Linked DNA regions of Mus musculus: region 2 is linked to region 1. The links are chromatin contacts, called in public promoter capture Hi-C maps. All regions are on one chromosome and are shown on one strand. The core of a region is the stretch at or near the end of the contact, and the rest is flanking DNA. Distances in the headings are between cores, read along the strand shown.

The links. Promoter capture Hi-C pulls out the DNA fragments that hold promoters and counts their contacts.
Region 2: a promoter capture Hi-C map of liver shows a contact between it and region 1, with 5 times the contacts expected there. The contact joins the promoter of Pi4ka here to the promoter of Yars2 in region 1. A contact is called at or near these places in 2 of 39 promoter capture datasets (liver and pre-B cells).

What each region holds. Positions count from the first base shown.
Region 1 is chr16:16,299,104-16,305,863 of GRCm38.p6, forward strand. It overlaps Yars2 (tyrosyl-tRNA synthetase 2 (mitochondrial)), which reads left to right and starts at 3,862. Exons shown (of 5, transcript NM_198246.2): 1 at 3,862-4,644; 2 at 5,433-5,600. The coding sequence starts at 3,881.
Region 2 is chr16:17,401,715-17,408,474 of GRCm38.p6, forward strand. It overlaps Pi4ka (phosphatidylinositol 4-kinase alpha), which reads right to left and starts at 4,151. Exons shown (of 55, transcript NM_001373955.1): 1 at 3,920-4,151. The coding sequence starts at 4,084. It overlaps Snap29 (synaptosomal-associated protein 29), which reads left to right and starts at 4,286. Exons shown (of 5, transcript NM_023348.4): 1 at 4,286-4,645. The coding sequence starts at 4,409.

The DNA of each region.
Region 1 (6,760 bases), core at 2,612-5,111:
AGAAATTGAGCATCAAAATCTGTACATGGAGTTGCTCCAGTAGTGGCAAGACAGCCACTGGACAAAAGTTGCCATGTTCATCTGCTGACAATATATTGTCCAAAGAGGACAAACAGATGTGGGATAGTGGACTGCTAGGCTCTACCAAGGCAGGGTAAACTAGTCCTTCATTTTCCTGCTTCATCTCAAGGCCTGCCAGATGGCTCTGGGACAGAAGACTGAAGACAGGTGCCCCAATGTTTTGAGGAATAGGGGACTGTCCAGGTAGTCAGCTGTCTCTACAATTTGTTTACGTTTTGGAAGCTATGTTTTTGTGCTACCTATACACTCAGGCAATATTTAATTTGTTCTTGGATTTCTGACAGGGTTGAAGACTAGTTACAGTCTTATAATTAAACTTAAGTTGTTTAGCATTGATAGAGATGCTATAGAGTTAAAAGTATTGTTTTCAGATGATAATACAGGCTAAAGTCAGAATTATAATTACAATTATAATTCAGGTATAGAATTATTAGCAGGGGAAAGTTTAGGAGTCTCAGGAGTACTGTAGGGGAGCATTGGTTACTGGGGGAAGGTTTAGGAATGCCAAACCTTTGAGCTAGTCACGTCATGCCAAAAATTAACTGGTGTGAGTATGTGTGTGTGTGTGTGTGTGTGTGTGTGTGTGTGTGTGTGTTTCATTTGTGAATTCAGATTGCTTCTGAGTAGGTGTGCACGTATGACCGTATGACCCACCGGGAGCCAAAGTAGTGTAGCCAACTGCTGATACAAAAGTCAAATCTATTTTTTAAAAAAAAAATTAAATAAACTTTAATACTAAACTTTGGTGTGATGTTTTTATGCACTTTGTAAAGGTTGTCTCTGTATTTTACAAATGCTGATTTGTGAACTGGCAGAGATGTGATTAAAGGCTGGACTTTGATGTCATTAAGCATCATCTATTTCAGTGGTTTGTAAACACTCCCTCTCTTACCTTTTATTTAAAAGTTGATGGTCTATAGCAAAGGCAGAAAAGGAAGGTGCGACTTCTGGAGAGAGAGAGAGAGAGAGAGAGACAGAGAGAGACAGAGACAGAGAGAGAGACAGAGAGAGAGAGAGAGAGACACAGAGAGAGACAGAGACAGACAGAGACAGAGACAGACAGAGAGAGACAGAGAGACAGAGAGACAGAGAGACAAAGAAACAAAGAGACAGAGACAGAGAGTGGAGTCAGTTTGATGAGGGAGACTTGCTAGGGAGACTCTGAGAAAGATGTAAGCCAGAGTAAGAAGGAGAGGTTACTAAATAGCCACATGGCAGAACTTAGAATAGAATAAATGTGTTAATAAGTTATGTCCTAGTTGTGAACAAGCCTAGCTATAAGGCCTAGGCATTTATTCAGGAGCTGTCAGTCCCATTACACTAAACAGTAGTTTTAAAATTTTCATCATCTGAGACACGTTTCCATCAAGTATAGGGCCATCATGTAATGCTGTCACAACAGCATTTCTTTGAAAAGAAAAGCAGTACTAAAGCTAGTGCAGATATGAAGTCATACTTTCTAATACCCAACTGTTGCCCTGCTCTTTAAAGTCACAATACGTAGGTATTTGTTGTATTAACCCAAACTTGCAAGTGAGAGATTTTTCCCAATATTAAGTACAGTATCTGTTAGGCTTTCAGAACTTCCTGCAATGCATCTTACAGTCTGTCTCTGATCAAAGTGCAGATCAACAGATTCTGACTAGAATTTTAAAGATATTTTGAGTAACAATATGAGAGAACACTCTAGCTATTTTCTACCAGTATTAGAGAATATTACCAGTAATATTACAATATTACTGGCAATGAGAAATTAAACTCACTGATAATTAGATGAGCAAATACATTGATTAATCAAAATAACAAATTTATAACCCACTAAAATAAATGTCTTCTTCAAATACCTTAGTATTAGGACATGGAAAGATCTGTAGCTAATGGTCTGGGGATGGGTCAGGATCCTCTTTCAGGAACGTGAGTGTTGTTTGTCTTCTGCATATGACTCTTAGTCAAAAGGCTTGCCCAAAGTGTGGATTTCTCTCCAAGAGCATTCCATATTTAAAGATTAGCCGGTAATAAAGTGAAACAGCCTACCTCCTTGTTTCAGTTTGGAAGACTATGGAAGGAAATCTCAGCTCCTGACTTCCTCTGGGATACTGAATGACTCTTGTCTGGCCTGAGCTTTCTATTGCCGTGATAAAACAATATGACCAATGGCCTGGGAAGAAAAGCGTTTATTTCACTTTACAGCTTATAATTCGTCATTCAGGGAAGTCAGGGCAAGGACTCTAGTCAGAAAGACTCCTGAAGGAACTAAAGCCGAAGTCATGAAGGAGTGCTACATACTGGCTTATTCCACATTGTTTGATCAGCCTGATTTCTTTTAGCACCCAGGACCACCAAGGGTGGTGTTTCTTTTGGGACCCTGGGACAAGAGACTCAGGTGCATATTTTACATATGAAAACAGATCTGGCTTCCAGGTTCTCTCAGCATCCCTAAGTCTCTACCTGGCATACCCTATCCCCAACCCTGTACATTCCAGCCCAGGGGATGGGCTGCCCTTCCCTCAGACGCTCTTTGCTATACAATCTACACATTTTGCTCTCTCTCTCTCTCTCTCTCTCTCTCTCTCTCTCTCTCTCTCTCTCCCCACCCCCTGCCACAAGCCCTTTCTCCCCCCCCCCATGGCGACCCCCCCTGGCCTCAATTCTAGGGGGACAGTAAATCTGCTTTATAATCTAATCTGGTTTGAATTGGCTCATTTTACCGGAGAAAGGACCTATCAAGAGGCACCACCCACAGTGAGCTGGTCCCTTCCACATCAATCACTGATCACCACTGGCTTGTTCATAGGCCACATTGGTTGAGGGCATTTTCTCAGTTTAAGTACCTCAATGACTCTAACTTTGTCAACTTGGCATAAAACTAGCCAGCACACCTCTACTGCAACTTACTCCTGGCTCAATTGTTCTCTGTCTCCCTCCATAACCCCTACTTCTCTCACAATGGTAGGTGATGGCCACAAATGGCACATTCTCAATAATGCTACTCCACATAAATCAGGGAGTTTTGAAAGTATGGCCCACGTCTACTCATATATGGAAATGTCAGAATAAATTCATTATTTTGTACAATTTGTGTACGCTAATTAAAATGTTTAAAGAAAATTAGTCAGAATCTACAATGGGACTTGGGGGCTGGCTCACCTGCCATACAATTGCAAATGAGAGTCCTCATCCTGGTGAGAGGATTCCTAAAAGCACCTAATATGTTATGACTTTGAATGACTCCAGTTTTTGTTATACTAAACACAGGGAGTTCTTTCCTGTTTTGACTTTCCTCTTGCTAGGAGGAGACTGCCACCTTCAGGACACCCACTAATGACGTGTGTGTGTGTGTGTGTGTGTGTGTGTGTGTGTGCGCGCGCCTGCCTGCCTGCCTGTACTGTGACGAGGCTCTCATTAACTGGGGAAACTGGTACAAAGAAATTTCGTCTCCACTCCACTCCGAGTTCTTTCTACAGGTCCAAGACTTATGGGACTTGAGCATCACAGCTTTTGCATGATCATTTAAACGACAGTAAACATTTGTCGAGCGCTTACTACACCGCCAAGTGCTTTCACCACAGCTGTGAGACAGGAAGTACTATCACGACATCCTCACTGAGAAAACGGGAATGAAATGATAGAGGAACAGCGGGGGCCGCAAGACGGAACTCAGTCGGTCCACATTCCAGGACTGCCTACAGCACCAAAGCCTAACAGGCCTCCCGCTACGCCCGAGCATGCGTAGAGAGACACCGAGGCGCCCGCGGTCGCAGGGCGACAGAGGTCCAGCATGCCTTGCGTGTCCCGCAAGATGGCGGCGCCCATGCTGAGGCGCCTGTGCCGCGTTCCGCAGTCCCTGGTCTGGCTACGAGGGTCGCGTGCGGTGCGCCCGGGCGCGCGGGGAATGCTGGTGGCACCGAGGGCCCGCGGCTTGTTCAAGGAGTTCTTCCCCGAGAGCGGCACGAAGACAGAGCTCCCCGAACTCTTTGACCGCCGCAGGGCGGGCTCGTCCCCCCAGACGGTGTACTGCGGCTTCGACCCCACGGGCGACTCGCTCCACGTGGGGCACCTGCTAACTCTGTTGGGGCTCTTCCACTTCCAGCGAGCCGGCCACAACGTGATCGCGCTCGTGGGAGGCTCCACGGCCCTCCTGGGGGACCCCAGCGGCCGGACCAAGGGGCGCGAGGCGCTGAGCGCCGAGTGCGTGCGGGCCAACGCGCACGCCCTGCGGCGAGGGCTCGAGGCCCTGGCGGCCAACCACGCGCGCCTCTTCGCGGACGGCCGGCCCTGGGGCTCTTTCACGGTGCTGGACAACGCGGCCTGGTTCCAGGAGCAGCACCTGGTGGATTTCCTGGCCACGGTGGGCGGCCACTTCCGCATGGGCACTCTGCTGAGCCGGCTGAGCGTGCAGTCGCGTCTCAAGAGCCCCGAGGGCATGAGCTTGGCGGAGTTCTTTTACCAGGTGCTCCAGGCCTATGACTTCTACTACCTTTTCCAGCACTATGGATGCCGGGTCCAACTGGGCGGATCAGATCAGTTGGGCAACATCATGTCTGGCTACGAGTTCATCCACAAGTAAGCTGGAATTGTTAGAGCCTACGGAAACCCGGGGACGAGTATACAGAAGTAGTGTGTTATTCGTTAGGAAGATTGTAAGTTAGAGCTGGGAGTTAGAGCTGCTGGAAGCAGACCGATATTCAAGATTTGGATTGTGTCTGTTTTCCCTAAGTCGCCTTTAGTTTCTTTAGAAATTGTTATTTATCCTGAAAATAATTGGACTTCTGTTTAGAACCGTGTGCACTAATTTAGCTTTTCGCCTCCATAAAGATTTTCACAGCGTTTTCTTTTTTTAAAGATTGATTTATTTATGTATGAGTGCTCCATCTCTATGTAACACCTGCATGCCAGAAGAGGGCACCAAATTCTTATATTATATCCCACATGGTTGCTGGGAATTGAACCCAGGATCTCTGGAAGAACCACTGAGCCACCTCTCCAGTCCTCACAGTTTTCTTGAGGAACATAGATTATATGGCTGGTTCGTGTGCTACACGACAAAACTCATTTAAAAATATTAAAAGCCACCTTCTAAATGTACCTCCTGGTATCCTTTCGCCCAACTTTGTCATTTTTCTACCTGATCCTTCAAAAATCAAGTCCTGTTGACCTGCTCAGGTGCATTCCTCAATTGCACTTAAGCACGACACATGTAGATATAAAATGCGTGTTTTTATGGTTCTTGAGGACCTGAGTCCAGACTGAGAAAGGGTTTTAAAAACATATAGTAAGTAACCAGACTTAAATGTGTACTGTGCTTGGTGGAACTAATTGTGCCTAACAGAATACCATGAATGTATGTGTAGGTTGACTGGAGAGGATGTGTTTGGAATCACTGTACCTCTAATTACAAGTACAACTGGAGCAAAGCTGGGAAAGTCTGCTGGCAATGCGGTTTGGCTAAACAGAGAGAAAACATCACCGTTTGAACTTTATCAGTTCTTTGTCAGACAGCAAGATGATTCCGTAGAAAGGTAAGCTTTAATAGGCATTTGAGAAAAATTAATATGTAGTTATGATTCAGTTTTAGCTAGTGAATCTTTTTCTTTGTAGGTTTTTTTCATTGATTCTATTTAAGGTGTAAATTATTATGTCACATGATATTGCCATTTTTATTTTTACGATACTAGAGTTGAACCCAGGGCTGAATGGCTATTTTATTAGGTAGGTGCTTAACTATTGAGCTACATCCCAGGTCTGGAGAGAAAAAAAAAATGCGATGTTCTAAGTTGCTCAAGACAGCCTCTGGCTTAAGTCTTACCTCTTACATCTTTTGAGGCTTGGAACTTAGCCATAGAATCCCAAAAGTAGGTAGCTGTTGTGAAGACACCTACTCATGTGAGTCTAAATTGTGTACTCTATCTTAATCTTCATAAACTAATTTTGTTTTATTCTTGCTGGTCCTCAAATCTTTTGTTGTATAATCACGGATCCAGCTTTACCCAAGTGCAAATTTCAAAGGGGAAGAAAACTCAAGTCAGATGTGTTGGTCTGTGTTTCCTGTTGCACCAATAACAGTACCAACTATTCTAGAGTGATGCAAGAATAAACTTAGAGATCTTTGAAATAATAGTTGCCAATCCTTACTAAAATAAATTGTATATAAACTATGGTCTTACATAACCTCTACTGGATAGCATGCCTAACAGAAATTCATGCATGTGTATTCTAAGAACAATATAGGTACTTGTGGCATGATTAGCATATGTTCAAAAGGAGACACAATGGCCACAGTAGAGTAAATCACAGAATATTAGTAGCTTTGAAAGCTGTGCTTGTGACATCATAAGTGAATATGCTGGTGTGCCAGAGTAAGTTAGAAATAAAAATGCATTTTTTATGATTTTACTCATAATCTTGTATTTCTTTTATTTTTTTTTTCTTTTTTTTTTCTTTTTTTTTTTTTAAGAGCTAGTCTTTTTTTTTTTTTTTTTTTATTTGTTGGGTCCTAAGACTTCTTTGTATGCTCTTTTTTTTTTTTTTTTTTTTTAATTTATTATATGTAAGTACACTGTAGCTGTCTTCAGACACTCCAGAAAAGGGCGTCAGATCTCGTTATGGATGGTTGTGAGCCACCATATGGTTGCTGGGATTTGAACTCCGGACCTTAGGAAGAGCAGTCAGGTGCTCTTAC
Region 2 (6,760 bases), core at 2,901-5,400, 1.1 Mb after region 1:
CCAGGCATAAATGTGGTGCACAGACATGCAGGCAGGCAAAATTCCCACACATGTAATGGTTTTGTGGTTTTTTGTTGTTTTTATTTATTTGTTTATTTATTTATTGGTTTTGGTTTTTGAAGACAAGGTATCTCTGCGTAGTGCTGATTTTTTGGTTAGTCACATAGTCATCATATACTTAGCAACCATCAAACAGATCTCCAGAAGAAAAGAAGATATTTACATAAATCATATGCCATACACAAGAGACTTAAGGCACAACAAATCATGCTTATCAAACAGTTAATAGAAGTAACAGTTCAAATGCCCAAATTCTCAGATACCAGCCATGGGCCAAACTCACAAGCAACCCCTGCAAAGACAGTGGCCTTGGATCTGTTCTCTTAACTCTTTTGCATAAAGTGATTTCTAAGTACTTTCCAAAACAAGTGTTTTAGGAGATGCAGGGAAGTATTAATTAACTTTACATTATACTGTGATCTTGACAACCCAAGCAATTATGACAAAAAACAAAACTAACAGTTACAATTAAAGAATATCAAGGTTTTGTGTTGCATTGATTTGGTTAAGGGAATAAAATCGAGTGCCTTGTTAATGATAAGCAAGTGCTCCTCCAAGCACACTACTACTGACCTACATCCAGGGTTCCTATAATGTCCTTTTAATTGTTTTCTTTACATTTATCTAGCGTGTACATCTGTGTCTATCGTCTTACTCACCTTGCTATGTTTTTATGACTAAGGAACAAAAAGAAACAAGTTGAGTTCAAAGTGCACTTCTCAGTTGCTGAATGAAAAAGAAAGCTATTACTGCTAGAGATGCAGGACAATCTTAAGAATCGTCCACTTCAGGAGCTGGAGGGATGGCTTAGATGTTAGAGGCATAGGCTGGTCTTCCAGAAGACATGGTTTGATTCCCCACACACATGGTGACTCATAAACACCTATAACACTAGCCCCAGAGATTCTAATGCCTTCTTCTGGCCTCCATAGGCACACCATGCAAGTGGTGCACGAGCATATATGCAGCCCAAATACTCATACATATAATATAAAATAACTTGAAGAATCATCCAGTTCAGATTGACAAGATAACCAGGGGCCATTGTACCAAGACACTTGTCACCAAGCCTGAAGACCTGAGTTCAGAACCCACATGGTAGGTGGCAAAACAGTTTCCATGAGTTCTGCCCCGCCAATTCCCACTTCTCTAAATAAATGTAATAAATTGTTGTTGTTGCTTTAAGGTGTATTATTTTTATTTTATGTGCATTAGTGTTTTGCTTATGTGTGGATCTGTATATCATGTGCATGCAGTACCCATGAAGAACAGAAGAGGGCATCAGATCCCTAGAACTGGGGTTACAGACCATTGTGAACTACCATGTGGGTACTGAGACTTGAACCTGGATCCTCTTGGAGAGCAGCAAGAGCTCTTAACTGCTGAAATATTTCTCAAGCTCATCCTAGGATGGTTTTTATTCATATCTTTTTATTGATCTTCCTAACACCCCTACCAAGACCTGTTCTGTGGTTTGGTTTTTGGTTTTTGCAAGAGAAAATCAACACGTGGAACTGACCTGTCCAGTTGTACTTGTGTAATGGCACTCACCTTCAACCCCAGCACTTGGGAAGCAAGCAGGTGGAGCTCTGTGAGTTAAAGGCTAGCTTAGTCTACTCAGGAATTCTAGAAAAGCTATATTGTGAGATCCTGTCTCCACCAAAAGGATGGGGGGAAGAAGGGGTGTTTGCTCAGTTCATGAAGGCACATGCAGTCAAGCCTGACAACCCACATGGTGGGAGGAGAGAACTGTTACCTGCAAGTTTGTCCTGTGACCTCCACATGCCCATTATAGTATATAACAAACGAACAAACAAACAAACAAAGATGAGGGGCTGGACAGATAGCTCAGCTGTTAGGAACACTGGCTGCTCTTCCAGAGGACTCAGATTTGATTCCCTGCATCGATGTGGTTGTTCACATGATTCCAATTCCAAGGGATCCAATGATGCCTTCTTCTGACCTCTGCAAGCACTGACACATATGGTGTACAGAACACATATGCAGGCAAAACACTCATACACATAAAACAAAAAAGAAGTTTAAAAATACAAGTAATAAGGGAATGTAAATTTAGATGGTCTTACCATTCAAACTCATAGTCTTACACACACACACACACACACACACACACTGCTGTCTTTCCCTGCTTGAGTCAGGATCTTGATATGTTGCCTAAGTTGCACCACAAGTCCTAAACCATCTTTTATTTTTTAATTTAAAAATGTTGGGGGATGGAGAGATGACTCAGCACTTAAAAATACTGACTGCTCTTCCAAAGGTGCTGAGTTCAAATCCCAGCAACCACATAGTGGCTCACAACCATCCATAATGAGATCTGATGCCCTTTTCTGGTGTGTCTGCAAACAGCTACAGCATAATTATATAATAAATAAATAAATCTTCTTAAGATGTTGTTATTATTTATTTGTGCTTGTATGTGCTCATGCATGCAAGTGCCCATGGACACCACAAGAGGACTTTCTGATGCCCTAAAACTGGAGTTACCTTCAAACATTCAAGCAGTCCTAAGCTGCCAGACATGAGTACTGAGATACCAACTCCCTGAGTGAACAACAACTCCTCAGCACCTCTGCGGATACTGGGCTGTTCCTGAGTAGCATGGACTACAGGTGCATGCTACCATGTCCAGTCTGTATTCATTCTTTAGCCAGAAGTCGGGTTGGCATTAGATCTTCCAGAACCTGTTCACCTTGCAGGTAGGTGATACAATCAAGTTTGAAAACTTACAAGGTCAAAGACCAGGTCACTCTGCCTTTCCACTTTTACCCATCAGCGCGCAGGTGCACATGTCACCCAGGTTCTTTCCATCTTTCAGAAAGTTGAATGGACAGACAGCCCCCTCCCTTCAGTGCTAACATACTGTGCTGAGTCTATTTACACATTCCTGGGCGAAAAGCAGCTGACTATTATTGTTCATCCACGTTGTGCCTGGCCTTAATATGTAAACTCATCAAAGCTTCACAGGTTTTATAGATAAGCAAATAGGCTGTTAGCATGCAAGTTTCTTCCTCAAGACTGCACACAGAAATTGTAAATTTAGTCAGCTCTGACTAAAATCTGTCTTCTTCCTATCACAACATCCTTTTGTTGTTGTTTGGTTTTTGGGTTTTTTTTTTCCCCTAAAAGAAAGCGGTTAGCCTCCTTAATCCTGGGGTTCTACCCTTCACCACCCACCCAGTTCACCTCTTATCCCAGGTCCAAGCATATCTTTTATCTTCCAAGATAAGGACTGGCGTGTCTTTCTCTTCTGAAGCAATCCTGAATTTAGTTCTCTGTCTACTAACAGTCCACTGCATATTCCTGCCACTGCATCTTCTCGAAACTCATCATCTTTTGATCCAGTCTAACGCTACCATCTCTTAAATAATAATACGATTTGCATAGCTGTCCTTCTCCACAATCCAGTGAGAAGGGCAAAAAGTGTGTAGGGGAGGAGGGCGTCCCATTTCATGAGAAAGACACCTCTCCAAGGTCATTGAATGAAAACAAAAAATCGGGACCAAAAGCCCGGATTGGACTCTTGGTCCTTGGCTCATCCTACCACGCCTCACAGGCAGTCACGATGCTGCCACAACCCCCGCGCCTGAGATGTCACAGCGGTAGTCCGCCCGCCCACAGCTCACTGCCCTCCCACTCCCACCGGTACCAGACCTCCCAGCGTCCTGTCGACTTCCCGACTCCTCTCTTCACCAGAACCCTCTCCCACCGACCTCCCTACATCGCTGCCACCTCTATTCAGGAGCCCCTCTCTAGTCGCAAGTAGCCTTCTCAGACCCAGCAGCGTCCCGCCGCTTCGCCACCTCAGGCCCCTCCTCCTGTCAGTACGCAGGGTTACCTTCTCCAAGGATGCTGGTCTCTGCACAGCCAGGGAGCGGGCCAGTGAAAGTACTGTGTTGAAATAAAAGCCTCGAGAGGTGCTGGAGCCAGAGCTGGACCCCGAGCCGCCGCCGCCGCCGCCGCCGCCACCGCCGCCTCCTCCCCGGGCCCCAGCAGCCGCCATCACAGCGCACGCCCCGGCGCAGGCGGCTGGGTTCACAGCTCTGGGCTCGCCACCACCGGTCCTTACTGCGCAGGCGCAGAGGCGGCCGACTTCCCGGCCACCTGACCACCTGACTCCTCCCCTCTCCCCTCCCCCGCACTGGGTGGGGCCTGGTCCCCCTCTGCCGCTCCGCCGCCGGGTTGGCTCTGGAGGCGGGGCTCTAGCGCAGTGCTGGCGGAAGTAGTGCGCGCGGCGTCCACAGTGAATCCGCCCGCCGGCGCTGGGCTATCGACTCCTCGCTCAGCAACCCCTCCTGCTTCCTAGGTGCAGGCCGTCTCCCGCACCATGTCTGGCTATCCTAAAAGCTATAATCCTTTCGACGATGACGTGGAAGAGGAAGACACCCGGCCCGCGCCGTGGAAGGACGTCCGCGACCTGCCTGACGGCCCCGACGCGCCCATTGACAGGCAGCAGTACCTGAGACAGGAGGTGTTGCGCAGGGCCGAGGCTACCGCTGCCAGTACCAGCAGGTCCTTGTCTCTCATGTATGAATCGGAGAAGATCGGAGTCGCCTCTTCCGAGGTGAGCCTGGGGCAGAACTGAGCTAAACCGGCCAATCAATGCGTTATAAAAACGGGATGAAGAAATATTTTGTTTACGATCTTTTGGTATTTTTCTAATTGCCTACCGTAAGTTCATGGACATAGTGTAAAGAATTATGTATCAGGATCACCTGATGTTTACCTCTGGAAGCTTCCTTATCTATTATTCTGCGAGGTTAATTTCTCCCTCGCTGCCCTGCCCTCATGTCTAGTTAAAAAGTAAACTCCAAATAATGTTCTGTGTGAGAGTAAAAATGCCAAAGTGCGGCCTGTATTTGGGAAGTAGTGTCTGTTTCATTTACATATAACTTGTTAGGCAGAAGCCTCAAGCTGTTCCTCTCTAGTGGCCCAGTTAAAGTGTGAACTGTGTATGCTTCAAGTGCCAGGTGGTGCCTGAAGTACTGACGCAAAGGGAGCCTGTGTTCTTCTTCTCACATCCTTGACCACTTTTCACCTTTCTAATGGGAATATTTAAGTCCCCTCGCCTGGGCTCCTGCTCAGGAAACCAGATCCTGAATTGAGTCGACTCTTACCTTTGTAGACCGTGTGTTATTGTGACAGCTCTTTCCATCCATAGAAAATTTCAGCAACTAGGAACTTTGCTTTCCTTTAATTTACCTGTATTTGCATATGCACAGTTTAAGGGTGTCCCCTGAAGCCGGAAGAGGGCACCAGGGAATCCCTTGGAGCTGGAGTTGACAGATGGGTGCTGGGAACAGAAATGGTCTTCTGAAACTTCTTTAAGACCTTTTCTTTTTGAGGAGTTCGGCTTGGTGGACAGCCTACCAATGAAGCCCAGGCTGGTCTGGAACTTAGAATTCTTGGTCTCAATCTTTCTGATACTGGGATTTCAGGCATGTACCATCTTCTCCAGCATAAAATAAAGATTATTCCAAGACACCAGATTGCCCCTAAGTCTACTGGCAAAATAGTTGTTTTGGCAGAAGAAGAAATTACTGATATATCAGCCAAGAATAATCTTAAGTATTTTACAGTTTTGAAATGTAATAGTTGAAACAAAATACTGTCTTTCTTTACCAGTCTTCATCTCTGATCTTTGGCAAGTGTTCTCCTCTGGGACTTGGACAGATCTCTGTTGTTTTCTATTGCCACTGTTTGGTATTTTACCTTCTCCTACCTTCCCTGTTGTTGTCTCCCTGACGGCTAATGTATGTTCTGCCTCTAGGAAGTTGTGCTTCTGTGTACTGGATTCTTAATGTTCCACTCCAGATCAATTGGAGTCCTACAGGTCTTGGTGAACAGGTCACTTTGTATTGAGATAAGTGATAAGTTCTCACAATGTAGCCCATAGTAATCCAGATTGGCCTCGAACTCAAGATCCTCTTTCTTCAGCCTCCAGAGGGCTGAGGTCATAGACATTCACCAGATGCCAATGCAGGTAGGTCCTCTTGAAGAACAGAAAGCACTCTGACCTGCTGAGCCATCTCTCCAGCCCCAAAAGAGAACCTATTTTTTTTCTCTCAATCGTATCAATATGTAATTCTGACTGTTCTCCAACTTTATGTAGACTAGGCTAACCTTAAACTCAGCCTGGGAGTGCCGAGGTTCAAGCCACCACACCAAGCACTTTTATTCTTTTTTAACTTTAAAGTGAGGTGTTCTTTACATATTGGCCTGTATATTATTTAGTAGTATTGAAGGTTCTTTCATAGTTAAATACAATGAGGGGTGGTTTGGAGCCGGGGAATAGGCTAATGGTCATATTATATGCCATTAGATGGATGACCTGTTTATGCAGCAAGCCTCCTAATAATGAATATCATAATATTTGCTTCCTACATGAACATCACCACCTGGCCAAAGCCACTCCCCTTCCTAGGATACTCTGCCCCTCCTAGAGCAGTATAGCATACTACAATGATCTTCTCTGGAGCCTGATTTCTCAGTTCAGCAGAGCCCAGCAACGAACAGTAGACTAGGGTTTCAATTGACTTTGCACCAACACAGTGGAAAGGAACTGATGTTTGGTAATACTGACACATAACGTGCTCAGCTGCCTTGCCTAGCACACGCTCCTCGGAGGCCTACTCATCCTTACATCTTTCCAGTGTCTGCCACTGAAGCCACACTGGGC